2 separate regions of the Sus scrofa genome follow, and region 1 is linked to region 2. The links are chromatin contacts, called in public HiChIP or PLAC-seq maps. All regions are on one chromosome and are shown on one strand. Each heading gives the region's core, a stretch centred on a gene start, on an enhancer-like site or on the middle of the called end of the contact. The rest is flanking DNA. Distances are from core to core; before and after follow the strand shown. Region 1 overlaps RGS10 (regulator of G-protein signaling 10). Region 2 overlaps GRK5 (G protein-coupled receptor kinase 5).

What was found. HiChIP or PLAC-seq counts read pairs in DNA pulled down with a chosen protein or histone mark.
Region 1: a contact with region 2 is called in an H3K27ac HiChIP or PLAC-seq map of alveolar macrophages. The contact joins two enhancer-like sites. A contact is called at or near these places in 1 of 47 Hi-C or Micro-C datasets (heart right ventricle) and 1 of 2 datasets of contacts at active chromatin or transcription factors (alveolar macrophages).

Annotation. Positions count from the first base shown.
Region 1 is chr14:129,390,751-129,397,932 of Sscrofa11.1, reverse strand. The region is part of intron 4 of RGS10 (regulator of G-protein signaling 10); the gene reads left to right. Among named protein-coding and RNA genes, the nearest start is that of RGS10, 30 kb to the left of the region's middle. Within about 2 kb of position 2,347, at least 22 of the 83 cell types and tissues checked have an H3K27ac peak or open chromatin away from gene starts, as enhancers often do. A contact at or near this core is called in alveolar macrophages, where this site is marked.
Region 2 is chr14:129,185,914-129,192,539 of Sscrofa11.1, reverse strand. All of the region lies in intron 1 of GRK5 (G protein-coupled receptor kinase 5), which reads right to left. Among named protein-coding and RNA genes, the nearest start is that of GRK5, 75 kb to the right of the region's middle. Within about 2 kb of position 1,264, at least 15 of the 83 cell types and tissues checked have an H3K27ac peak or open chromatin away from gene starts, as enhancers often do. A contact at or near this core is called in alveolar macrophages, where this site is marked.

The DNA of each region.
Region 1 (7,182 bases), core at 1,098-3,597, 200 kb before region 2:
TTCTACAAATATGCATGTGCACACACATCTAACATGTGTGGTAGAAGAGTTCAAACTACTCTGTAAAAAAAAAAAAAAAAAAAAAAAAGTGCTTTTATACCCTGTTGTTAAAAGTCATTTATTTGAGGGGGGAAGAGGAGCTATCTTCCTGAGGTGAAACTGGGTGGGGACGAGATATTTGGAATCTGAGCTGATTCTATAGCAAGTCCCTGGGAAGGGCTTCTGGGTTCTGTTTCGCTTTGGAAAACTCTGCCTCGGGGCGGAGTTGGGGGGAACGTGGGGTGGGGGAATTGCTCATAACTATCATAACGGATGCTCAGCACAGTCTGTGGGTCTCTGCTCCCAAAAGGCTCCCGCGAAAGCCGTGTTTTCCTAAATGAAGGAGCGTGAAGCTGAGGGGAGTGTGTTTGGAACAAGACTGCACATTAACTTGAAGACTTCCTCCGCAGCTTTGGCTTTGTTAAGCACCCCTTGGCTTTATCGCCAAGTTGTCTGAACAGCCTGCTTTCAGCACTGGCTCACCAGGAAAACCTCAGGGAGCCTCAGCTCCTCCCCACAGCGGGCAGCACTCCATGCCCTGGAGGCTGCTGATAGGGCAGCATGGATTTGGGGGCACAGCTGGAACCTTAGAAGGACGGGAAAATCCTCCCTGAGCCTCACATGAGATGATCTGACATCCACGAGTCTCATCTAAAGGAGAGCGTCTCAGGTCTTCGTTCAGGTCCTGTTGACTCTTGGTTTACACGCAGTTCTGACAGTTTTGGTTTTTCAGTTCACAGCCAGTTTGAAGTGCTGGTGGTAGAGGCTGTGGAGTAATGGGCAGCAAGAAGCCATGGCTAACAGCCAGGGAGGAAACAAACATGATACTAAACACGAAACCACAGCACGGTGATTGGGAACCACCAAGCGTGGGGGCCACAGCTCCCCACACACCACACTAGGGGCATCCCTGTGCTACAGGGTGGTGACGCAGTTAGTGATCGTAATGACCCCAAAGTATCAAGCAAAAAACAAAGTTTGGCCAGCATATTCACTGCCGAAAGTGTTAAACGTTTTAAAAGAATTTCATCCGATGGAGTTCCCGTCGTGGCGCAGTGGTTAACGAATCTGACTAGGAACCATGAGGTTGCGGGTTCGGTCCCTGGCCTTGCTCAGTGGGTTAACGATCTGGCGTTGCCGTGAGCTGTGGTGTAGGTTGCAGATGCGGCTCGGATCCCGCATTGCTGTGGCTCTGGCGTAGGTTGGCAGCTACAGCTCTGAATAGACCCCTAGCCTGGGAACCTCCATATGCCACGGGAGTGGCCCAAGAAATGGCAAAAAGACAAAAAAAAAAAAAAAAAAAAGGAATTTCATCCAAAATGATCCCTTAAGTTTGGGGGCTTTGTTACTTGGAAAATACATAATTGGAGAGGTTGTCTTCTGCTTTAATTCAGCTCTGCTCCTGTGGCCCAGCGGTGTGCCCAGCTGGCCAGCCCAGGAGAGGCGAGAGCAGTACTGGAGGCATTTCTTTAGCCTAGACTCCAAGGCTGCTATGGGACAGAAGTTGTAGGAAGCAGGAAGGGGGAGGTGATCTTACAGAGAGCTGGTTTCTTCAGTGGCTTTTTGTCTGAAGAATTCCCCTGGGAGGTCTCAGTTCAGTTTCGGTTGGTTTGCTGCTGTGTGGACTTGTTTTTTCAGTCCTTTACGCTGTATGTATCCATGGAGGGCCTGCTCTGTGCCAGGGACTGTGCTAGGAACTGTGTGTGCAGCAAGGAAAGCAGCACCTGTCCACCCAGGAGGCTGGAGGGAGGTAAATGCCAGGAAAGGAATGCAACAGGTGATGGGCTAAGAGTGCCTGGGAAGAGCCCACTTCGGGTCAAGTGGTCAGGGAGGGCCCCCTGAAGAGGCAGCTGAGATCTGAGCGGCCAAGGGGAGCCTGGTGAGAAGGGGCAGGACCTTTCAGGGAGAGCTAATGGCAGGTGCAAAGGCCCTGGGGCTGGAATCCACCCTCTGTGTCGGGGGAGGTCTGTGTGGCTGGAGTGGAGTGAGGGAAGGAAGTGACAGAAGCTAAGTTGGGAGGGACTGGCTGGGGCTAGACCCTGAGGCTGGGGTAACCAGTTTAATTTCAACCCTGTGCTATTTATAAAATGTGCCAGCTAGACTAAGGACCTCTTGAAAGCTGGGCACCTTGGCTCTGATCCCCAGCTCCAGCTGTGCCCGTCATTCATCAGCCAGGCAGAGAACATGGATGACTGCATGCAGAGTGATCTCAGTTACTAGAAAGTCAGCTGCAAACCCTCGGTCTCCTGACCATGGCTCATCATTTGTACCCAGATGGCCTGCCTCCCCTCCCCCTTCCCTACCCCTCCCTGCCCATCACTTCCTGGATGCTGAGTGACAATGCAGATGCACTGTCATTGTCACTGCATGTCAGGTCAGCCAGGAGGGGGAAGTGGGAACTGATGTTTCAGTTTGACCTCCCATCCTGGCCCACGTGGATCCTGTTTCCTGGTGGGGCCTCTGTGGCCTCATCAGTAACGTGGGGCTTTTGGCAAACTCTGCTGCCTCCCCAAGCTACACACAGAGCCACCCGCAAGCCTTCCATGCCCCTGTGTTTAAGAAAAATCACCCCCTGATGGCAACCTTGTTTCCTTAGACCTGATTTTTTTCTCTTTTCTTTGACTTTAGAATTTAGTGGTTATCAAACTTTAGGCAAGATGTGGTCCTTCTCTGAGCCTCAGTTTCCTCATTTGTGAAATTCAGGTTACAATGAGGCAGTCATGAGGATGAAACACAGTGAGGTGCTTAACTTAGTGCGGTGCCTGGTGTGCAGTCAGCTCCCCAGAAGAGGTAACTGTGCCTGTCCTTTAGAATGTCACAGGAAGATGTGCCTTGGCCTCACGCAGTCATTCTTACCTGGGGGTGGATTGTGCTCCTTAGGGGACCCTGGGCCGTGTCTGGAGCCATTTTTGGTTGTCACAGTTGGAGTGGGAATGCTACCCCTGGCACCTAATGGGCAGAGGCCAGGATGCTGCTAAATACCCTGCAGTGCACGGGACCGCCCCCTCCCCCTCCCAACAGACGCATCTGGTCCAAGATGTCAGTAGCGCCAAGGCTGAGGAACCCTGGCTTAATGACTTCTGAAAACGAGATAGTCCACGTGCCTTAGCTTCACTGAGCCCCCAGGCCCTACCTTTTAAAAAAGCAGCAAATGATAGATGTCAGTTTTCTACACTTTAGTGAATCCTGGGAAACCAGTAGGACTGAACCTCGTTTACACAATGTCATTGTGTGTGCGTCTCATTTGACTCTCAAGTTGTCTGGGGAAGGAGGGACCCAACACCTCAGTTTACGAGAGAAAGTTCCCTCGAGGGAAGGAAGGTGACCTGACTGCCCGAGGTCGCAGAGCTGGGAGGGGAAATGGAGCCTGAGCCCAGGGCTTCCGGTTCAGCTGGACCCTTCCTGCCCCACCACTCGTGGGGCTCCTGGGACAGCAGCGTGGTCTCTGGCATTTAAAGACCAACCAATGCTCTCCCCTGGCTTCTCTTTTCCCACCTTCGCCTCCTTTCCTCAGTTCTCATCTCCCATACAACCAGCCCTTGCTGATTCTAGAACATTCCCTCCAGTCACTCAGGCGCTGAGAGGCACCCACAACATGAAGGGGTCAAATTAGTCACAGCAGCCTGACATGCCTTTCTTTTGTACAAGAAATGGCAATGCCCGCCTGTGCTGGCCCTGTCAGCTTGGTGGCCTGAACACATGTGTCCTATTCACCCTCACGGCTAGAACTCCAGGGAGGAAGGCCAGCACAGGAACCCACTAAACCAGCACTAGCCATGAGCACATCCTGTTACTGCTCCACCCAGCATTCTGGACAAGTTAACTTTTAAAATTGTCATTTTTGCTGTGCCTGCAACACATGGAAATTCCCTGGGCCAGGGATTGAACCTGTACCACAGCAGTGACCTGAGCTTCTGCAGTGACAATGCCTGGATCGTTAAGTTACTGTTCCACAAGGGCATGCCTTAAAGTTTTTTTAATTGTTAAATTACTACATGAAGTGAAAAGCTAACACCACCCAGTTCCTGCCTCTTCCCTCTCACTTTCTGCCTTATGTTGTATATCCTTCCAGAACCTTCCCTGAGTATTTGAAAATAGAACACCTTGAACTCTGCTCAGTGACTTGAGGTTGTGCCATGTGAAAGATTTAAAACAGAATTCTGCTCCTACAAGTGTCTGGGCCCCAGTTCACACACCTTTCTATCTCTAAAGCCTCTGGTTTGAATTCCATAGCCTAGCAGGATGGGTTCCCTGGACCAGCAGGGAAATTGGAGAAGACAGAAGTCAAAGTCATTGCAAATGGCAACTTGAGGTCATTGCTTTCTCAGACCATGAAAGAGAAGGCCGCAGGTTTCTTCCAGAAATCTTAGGGGCCCCGGTGTCTACACTTCCTGAGGATTTTGAGTGTTGCTAGGACGCTAAGCCGCCCGGGCTTCGAGGTCGATGCTAAGTCTGGTCTGGGGAGGGCAGAGTGGAGGCGGCCTTCTCCACGGAAAAGGAAGTCCTCCACCTCTGATGTTTAAAAGAAAAAAAATTGAAAGACTTCAGTGAGATGTCAGCGCTCCCAGCCACATCCTTGACAGAAAGGAACCATATGCACAGGCCCCTTTTTAGCACTGTCGTTTCTTTGAATTTCCCCAGAACCCAAGAAGTGAGAAGCGCTTCCTTTTTAGACCTCAGTAAGAGGGGCGGACCAGCTGGCGAGGACCCAGAGGTGGGGGAGGGGCTGCCCTGTCTATGGGGGTCGTTTAGGTGTCCCCTTTCTCCAAGTCTGCAGTGGTGGCTGGAGCCAGGGATCCGGTCGCCTCAGTCTTAGTGCCAGCTGACCTTTGCTCCCAAAGACCAAGCCCAGTCCGGAAAATGGCATGGTCCAGTGGCCAAGCCAGAAAGAGCAGCCCGTGGGCTTTCATTCCAATGGAAGGAACGCTGGCTCCCGGCCTCTGCCACAGCTCTCTGCCGGCTGATGGTGGGGCGGGAAGGACAGCATTTGAAATGCTTAGAGTTATTTTATTTTTCACAACTTTAAGACAGTGTTTAGGGGAAGAAGAGGGCGTGGGGGAGGAATGCCAGAATAGTATTGAATTCCCTCCCTGATGGCAAAAGGCAAAAATAAAACACCTTCACCCCATATGGAAAGCATGTCATTTCAGCTTTGAATTTTAATATTAAGGATTCTGGGAACAGGTGGACGAAGCCCCACCCCCACCCCCTGCAATGCAACAGCACCAGACTTGAGGGCCTGTGAGGGGATTTCACCCCAGGCAGGGGTCTCTGTGCATGTTCAGCATCTTTCTGGAGTTCTGATCCCACTCTGGCACGTTGTCGGCCTCTGGAGGCCTGTCCAGGAAGCAGGAGCACTGTCCAGGTGACAGAACCTTCTGTGTCGCCCTCCCTGGTACTTTGGGAGAAGCGCTGACCTGAGCTTTCTTTTCCACACCTGCTCTCTGCCAGCTGCCCTCAGGCCTTCTTCCCCACTTGGGGTGTGGGGGGCTCACCCCATTTCCCTGTCACCAGAGGGGGAGGGGGGTCTTCAACTCCGGGATGGGAACATCCCTCTGCCTAGTCCCAGCAGCCTCTGTGCTGCCCAGCTGATCCTTGAGTGAGGAATGGAGCGCGAGCTGGCTTTATCTGTGTGGTTATGATAGCTTGTCTGCAGTCTAGGCTCGCAGGTGTGTTTTAGAACTATGCTTCATGGACAGGTGTGCATTCTTTCAACCATTTTCGTGTAAAAACTAAACCAAGTTCCTGAAGCAAATATGAAATCGCCTAAGACTTTCTGTTGTGTTAAGGGATTCGTGTTTTTCCTCCTGATGCCTGGTTGAGATAACAGGGAGGGGGGCTGTGAAGAGCAGGCAGGATGCGTGTTTAGTTTAGGTCTTTAGCATCCCTGTCTTCGAGGAGGGGTTAAAAGATTGATTTGGCCTGCAATGCACTTGATTGAGATGGGGCTGAAACCTTCACAGAGGGGCCCTCACAGCTAGTGAAGCTTCTCACTCTATGGTTGATCATGTGTCTCCGCGGGAGCCCTTCCCTGGAGCCGCAGACACACAATAGTCTCAGACCGAAGCACCTCATGGATAGTTTTCCTTCACAGAAAGGTGAACCCTCCATCAGTCATGCTGTCTGGGGATGGTGGGGTTCCTTGTTTTGTAATGATCTTGAGTTGGGGAACCTGTTTTCACCCTGAGTCCCATGTCCAGCAGCCTGTAGGGCTGGATCCTGAGGCTACGACACTAAGCAATGGACAGTCCTGGCATGCACCTCCAGATGTGGGGCTGCCGAAGCCCCAAACCTGCTGGGCTACAGCTGTGCTGGCCAAAAAAAAAAAAAAAAAAAGCTAGATAATGCCACTTAAGCTGCCAACTTGAGTTTTCTGCTCCATCGGCGGCTGCCTTCCTGCCTGCTTATGACTCTGCTCAGATGGTCTGCCCACCTGGAGCCCCAGCCCAGCACAGATGGAGCTCCACCTTCTGTGGTCTTTTGCTCCCCTGCGGACAACGTGAAGCAGATTTGTCAGGGGAAGGTCACAGCTCAGTCCTGGTGAGGCCAGGTCTCCCCATCCGAGGGTCCTGGTTTTCTGGGACCCCCTAGGGCCATCGTGTTTTCTGTGCTCAAGGAGGTATGAGGTGTAGTCCGTAACTTGACTGTGTTCACATCCAAGGGCTGTCCTAACAGATGAGCGCAAGCCAAGTTGCTTAAAACAACAGACATTTTTTCCTCTCCCAGCTCAGGCGGCCAGAAGTCTGACAGCGAGGCTCTGCCAGAGCCAAGCTTGCTCGGGAGGCTGGAGGGGAGCATCCTAACTTGCCTCTTGCAGCATCTGATGGTGGCCGGTGCTCCTTGGTGTCCTCGGCTTGTAGCCGCATCTCCCCAGTCCCTGCCCAGCCTTTCTCCCTCACTCGTGTGTCAGCCTCTCCTCTCCACTTCTAAGGAGCGGGGCCCACCCTAAATACATAATGATGTCAGTCGAGATCCTCAACTAAGTCTCTTCCCAAATAAAGTCCTATTCTGAGCTTCCAGGTGGACAGACATCTGGGGGGCACACTGTTCGACCTCCTCTGCTGACCTTTGGGGATATTTCCCATTTACACGCACAAGCGCACATTAAAGAACATATTTGGGGTCTTTGTCTCTAGGTTCGGG
Region 2 (6,626 bases), core at 15-2,514:
ACCTCTCCGGTCCCTCCTGCTCTCCCATGATCCTCTCCGCTCCATCCTGGGTGCACTGACTGAATCAACGTGCTTCCATCTTTGACTTGTACTGCGCTGGGCTGCTGCTGGGAGTACAGGGACAAAAGCCCCCTCCTTAGGGAGCCCAGTCCAGGAGACAAGACAGGTAAGGAAGCAGATGATTCTGCCCAACACAGTGGGCTCCAGAACCCACAGGAACAGAAGGCTGGAGGAGCACAGGAGGGGAAGAACCAAACCAAGGAATCTAGAGGGATGTTTCATCATGACCTGCAAGAACAAGCAGGTGTCCTGCAAGCAGAGAAAGGTGAGATTCGATTCCAGGCAGAGAGGCTTCAGAGGGTCAGGGGTCCTTGGCAATGGCTGGATCACGGGGTGCTGGGAAGGGACAGGAGTCTGGCAGGAGACACTGGGGCCAGTTTGCCGGAGGAAAGCCATGATCAGATGCAAGTGTCAGAGCCATCATGATGTTGGCCAGACCAGGAAGTATTGCAGGGGCTATGGCAAAGATGCAGGAAAGAGAAAGAATGAGACTTGGAACCAGCATAGTGGCCGTAGAGGTGAGAACAAAGGACAGAGGTGATATGGGCCAGAGATGGAGAGAAGGGGATAGAGGCATCTTCCAGCAGCTGCTCAGCACTTGGAGGTTCTTATGATTCACCCTCCCCTGCCAAGCAATCCTCCTGGCAAGCAGTGACCAGCTTTCCTACTTTTCTTGAACACAAAGCAGCCTCTCCATTAAGAAGTACTTGTGGAACCACCAGTTTTAAACTCTAAAAGGGTCTCTAAAATGTAGGTATATGACAGGCCTGGCCCTGATCAACGCGGAACAAAGAGCACGGCTGTACAAATGGGAAACGAGAACCCTACCTAGGCTACCCCGCTCAGGCCAAAGACAGTTCAGCCGGACCTTAATGAAACTGCCTCCAGGAATTCAGTCAACAAACTGCTGCTGGGTCATGGGGAGACTCAAGAAGCGGGGGCATCTAGCACAAAGACCAAGACATAGGAAGTCATTCTCTTCAGGCTTCTGCTCATCACTATTCACGTGGCTGTGTGACTATGGCCCAGTCGCCTACCCTCTCTGGGCCTCAGATCTTCCATCCACCAGATGAGAATTCAGGGCCTATAAAAATGCCCGCAGGCTGCTGCCATCCTTGCCCGCCCCGCCCCAACCACAGGAGAAAGCCATAAGCAGGGCAGGTCTGCCTCCCATCCTGCCCCACACTGTGCCCAGAATACCACGCCCAAAAGCAAAGACATTAAGCACTTCCTCCTGCCAAGGAGAGGCCTGTTTACAGGCCTCAGTAGGTCCAGTCCTAGGTCTTCAGAAGGGGAGGAAAAGGCGTTCAGAAATCCTTGATCGCAGCAATGACCAAAACAGCTCCAGGTTCAACCTGCAGAAACCTCTCAGACTCTCTGAGGAGGGGCCACGTACACATGACTTGGGCAGAAGAGGGTTCTAGGTGGCAGCCCCCATAGCACAAACCAAAACAAAGAGACCACAGTATTCTTCCCACCCCTCAAAGTCTTTTTTTTAATTAAAAATCTCTTTTAAAATGACAGTTCTGAAAATAAAATATGCTCCCTTACCATATTTTCTCATGAAGTTAAAAATACAAGTGTTGCAGAGAAAAAAGTTTTGTTTGAGGTCAGAGGCGGGTGGGGCGGGGAAGGCATGTTTTTTGAAATCTTGGAAAATAAACAGACTCGGCCCTCATCTGCAGGCTTTCTGGGAATGTGACCTGAAGTGCCGCTGGGGGTCAGAGAGCTGTTTAAAGGAAAGTTCAAGGGCACGCCTGAGACCAGGGGTTAGGGTATTGGACACTGTGTCCCCCTCCTGCTGGCCGCTCAGGACACGAGTGTCCAGGAGATGAGAAACTGAGTGAGCAGGTGAGAAGAAGGGCCCCACAGGCAGGTCAGCGCAGAAGGACCTTATCTGATGGGGCCAGGGTGTGGGGACACACTCCAGGCAGGCAGCAGCAGTGACACCAGTAAGAGCTGGTGGAGTTACTGTCCACTCAGGGGACAGGGTCACACTGGGTGGCCCCTCAGCCTGGCTCATCCATGCTCAGCAGTAGCTCAAGAACCCACAATAAAGCCAGTCTGGGGAAGGTCAGGAAGCAGGGCTCAGAGGTGACTCATGCAGTTAATGTGTTTATTAAGCACCTACTATGTGCTTAGACCATGCAACAGACACGTAACTACAACTAGCAAGACAGAGCTGACATTCAGCGCTCAGAGCCCCTCCCATTCCCTTTGCCTTCCCCACCTGGCGGACCTCCTGACAAACCCCAGCAGCCTGGACTGGAGAGGGCCGTGCCCCTGCCCTCGAGGCTCGTAAACCCCGGGGGATGGAGGGCTCTACGGGCAGTCAGGGTGGGGAGCAGCACATGGGGTGCTGTGTGGCCAGCCAGCATCGTGCCCTCATAGGAGGTACACACGCTGCCAGAGTCCAACCCTGGGAGTGCTCCGGTCCCACGTATGAGGACCACCCAGCCTAGAAGGGGAGCCCCCGAGGGGGAGCCAAAAGCCTAGGATTCGGATGCACCCAGGAGCAGCCTGAGCTCCATGCAGGGTTTTGGAATCAGACAAGGCTCAGTTTGGACCTAAGGCTCCCTATTCACTAGCTGTGTCTACCTGGACCAATCACTTCGCCTCTCTGAACCTGGGTCGTCTACGGTGACATGGACGTGACAGTGCCACCCTCCCAGTGACCAGCTTGCCATGGGCACTTGGGAAAGCAGAGAATGACCCTCCCCCGATCTGGACTCTACAGAGGGATGGACAGAAGTCTTGGAGACAGGGGAGGTGACCATGGATTTTGTCAGAGAAGGTTCGAAACATTTTAAAGGATGAAAAGTCAGAGTTCCTGTTGTGGCTCAGTGGATTAAGAATCTGACTAGTAGCCATGACGATATGGGTTCAATCCCTGGCCTTGCTCAGTGGATTAAGGATCTGGCATTGCCGTGAGCTGTGGTGTAGGTCACGGATGTAGCTCGGATCTGGCGCTGCTGTGGCTGTGGCGTAGGCTGGAGGCTGCGGCCCCAGTTCAACCCCTAGCTGGGGAACTTCCATATGCCACGGATGTAGCCCTAAAAAGAAGAAATAAATAAATAAACACAAGATGAAATGTCATCGGAGCTAAGCCTGGAATTGGAATACAATTTCTACAAAAAGTAGACAAGGTATTCTAATGCCAGAGGAAACAGGCATTTTTTCCTTGGGGACTTTCTTTTTTTTTTTTTTTTTTTGTCTTTTGTCTTTTGTTGTTGTTGCTATTTCTTGGGCCGCTCCCGTGGCATATGGAGGTTCCCAGGCTAGGGTTGAATCGGAGCTGTAGCCACCGGTCTACGCCAGAGCCACAGCAATGCGGGATCCGAGCCGTGTCTGCAACCTACACCACAGCTCACGGCAACGCCGGATCATTAACCCACTGAGCAAGGGCAGGACCGAACCCGCAACCTCATGGTTCCTAGTCGGATTCGTTAACCACTGCGCCACGACGGGAACTCCCGTTGGGGACTTTCTAATGCCATTTTTGTCCTGAAATGAAAACATAGTGACGATTAACAGGAGATGGACGGATGTAGCTTCTCCTTCCCCCCTTCCTTCCTTCCTTCCCTCCCTTCCCCTGGTCTTCAACAGAAATGTGTTGAGCACTTACTATGTGCCACACACCATTCTAGGCACAAGGGACAGATGAGTGAGCTGGACACACATGATATCTCTTGGAGTTGACATCAGACCCTCACCACCGCCAGAGTCGAAGCTGGAACTATATACAGCAGCTTTGAGTAGAAACAGACCAAAGGAAGCCCAATGGGCCTTCGCCCCTGACTCCGCACCTCCCCAGCTTTCCTAGTGAAACCGCCACACCCAGGCAAAGGAATGGTGACCGTCCCCCAAAGTGACCACTTCCAGGGGGCACCTGCCTGGCAGGCTAATGCGAGCAGAGACAACAGACTTCCTGGCTCCCTTGAAACCCCTGCAGCCACTCCCAGGTTTCTCGTGTAAATAATCATTTAAACTCCACAACAGCCTTTTCCCTTCAAATTACAGCGAGTTGAAAAGCAGAGTCCACTGAGGCCCACAGACTCCTGAGAGAACTGATCCTGCCTTCAGGGCTTAAGGAAGGGCGAGGGGGCCACAGAGGCCACACACGTAAGACCACCCGGTCCACTGAAGGATTAAAACTGCTCAAAGGCCAATCACAGGTTGCAGCAAGCATGTCAGTCAAAAAAACCTAATATACAAACAAACTCTTTTTCCCACAAGGGGGCAGATTGTACTTCAAAGGACTTAAAACACTTTGGGAACTCAATTAATGAGAGAAATTATTAAGTGAGCTCAAAATTGCCCTGATGAAATAATAAGAATTGCTGAAGCGGGCTGAAAAGCACAGAGGCTTCAGTATATGGTCCTCTCCATATCTGACGACATCTGAAGTTATTCTCAAGACAAATTTTTAAAAATCCAGATGAAACAACAACATGATACCTTAAGGCCATGGGATGAATAAAAAGAAAATAATCACAGTACAGTCAATAAAAATAATAACCCCTGATTTCTGGAGTGTTTTGCCCTATAAAGTGCTTCTCCTTTATAGTGTACAGTGTCTAAGTTGAACTTGCAGGGAAAGTAGGGGTTATCAGACCCATTTTGCAGTCAGGGAAGCTGAGACAGTGTTGCACAAGGACTTGCTGCCAGGAAGCTGAGGACTAAGCACTTGAACTCGGCCGCAGGGCTGTTGAGGGAACTACCTCCCAGTTGTGGCCCAGCCCCAGCAGCTCCCTGCTCCTCCACTCCTGCCTCAGGGGAGGGAGCCTTATCAACTGGCTGTTGGGTTTTCTTAGCGCTCAAATATTTTGCCCAACACTGCTTCTCTTCCCAGGCACCCTAGTCCTGTTTCTGTATCACAGGGTAGGATTTTAAGAACTTTGCCATGGCCCCCATAGGCCTGGCTATTCAGTTGCTCCCCAGGCCCTCTCAGCCCAGCATCCACCTTCCTTGCTGGATCTTTGGACCAAAGTATTACTGGGCTGGTGGATGGGCCTCGGTATAAAGTGTCCCCAGTGGCATAAATCAAGTCATCATAACGGAATGCTTCCTCTGGCCAGTCAACCGTTCCAACCCCAATGCAGAAAACTTTTCAGAAACCTTGTCTAAGAGGAGACTGGCCAGAGATGCCTCTGCCCTCTGCCCCCAAGCCAGGAATGGAGACAGGGGGCGGGGGGGGGGCGCTTCTTACCACCCACCCTCCTCCACTGAACCTTAGGACTTGTCCAGGAAACGTTATAAGAGACAGTTTTAACTCCTTTCATTCAAGACCTATTTGCGAAAACACTAGTGCATTACTACCCCTTTCCACTGAGACCCCCCTGCCCCCCCAGGCCTGGAATTTCTAGTCCCTCCCCCGCAGGCCTCCTCCAAGCCTAAGGTGCCCTAATGCGTCAGCCCACACGGACCCTGTGATGTCCTGGTCTGATGACTTCACTCCTGACACCGGCCCTCAGACGTCCTCTATTTGTATACTCAGAACCTCTGTTATGTCTGAAAGCTCGTAACCTTTTCCGAAGAACACATCGTACCTGTTCTGAGCTCTGGGAATTTTGCAACTGCCTTTGGCCAAAAGCAACACGGCTCAGAGCCAGATCCCCACGCAGACTGGCAAGGCCTCCCCCCAGCTCAGGGCTGGAAGCTCAGGGTGTCCTCCCAGGCCCCAGCCCGGAGGGCAGGTGAGATGCTTCGTTCTCAGGGACAGCCTCTCGCCGACATCCCTTTGCGAGGTGGCAGCTTTCACCCGGCTCCCACTCAGGGGGAGAGACCCAGTGCACACGGCTGGGCTGCTGTGGCCTCTGATATTCCCTCTGACCCTCACGCTTCCTCACCCCCACCTGGTGAGAGCACCTAAGGGTCATTCACAGACTAGCAGAGCGGTCCGGAGCTTGCAAGGCCCAGCACAGAAACCACCAGACACAGGTAGCTTTTGAGCACTTGAGACGTGGCTGGTCCAAACTGAGATGTTAAAATACACATTGGATTTTGAACACTTAGCATGGGAAGAAAAAAAAAAAAAGAACCCTGCAGAATATCTTACGAATAATATTTATATAGATGACATGTTAAAATTATAGAATTTTGCATATAGTGGATTATATCAAATATACTATTAATGTAATTTCAGGGGTTTCTCTTTTGCTTTTTTTTTAATGGGAACTACGGGAACTCCAATAACTAGAAATTTTTAATTTCACAGGAGGCTCACACGAACTTCCTATCGGACAGTGCGGGTCTAGATAGTGGCTTTGATCTACTACCTGGATCCAAACCTCAGCTCCATTTATTAGTTGTCTGGTGCGGGCAGGTTTCTTTTCCATCTGTACTCCAGCTTCCTCACCTGCACACAGGGGTAAAAGCACCTACCGCCCAGAGCTGGGGGAGGATTCTATGGCATCCCATAGATTTGCAGTTACCACAGTTTCTGGCATTCAAGAAATGCTGGTGACTATTACTCACTCAACAAAGATACACTGACCTCGTTCTGACATGCCAGGTTCCGTGCTGGGCCCTGGGGACACAAAGATGCACCTTGAAATATTCCCCTG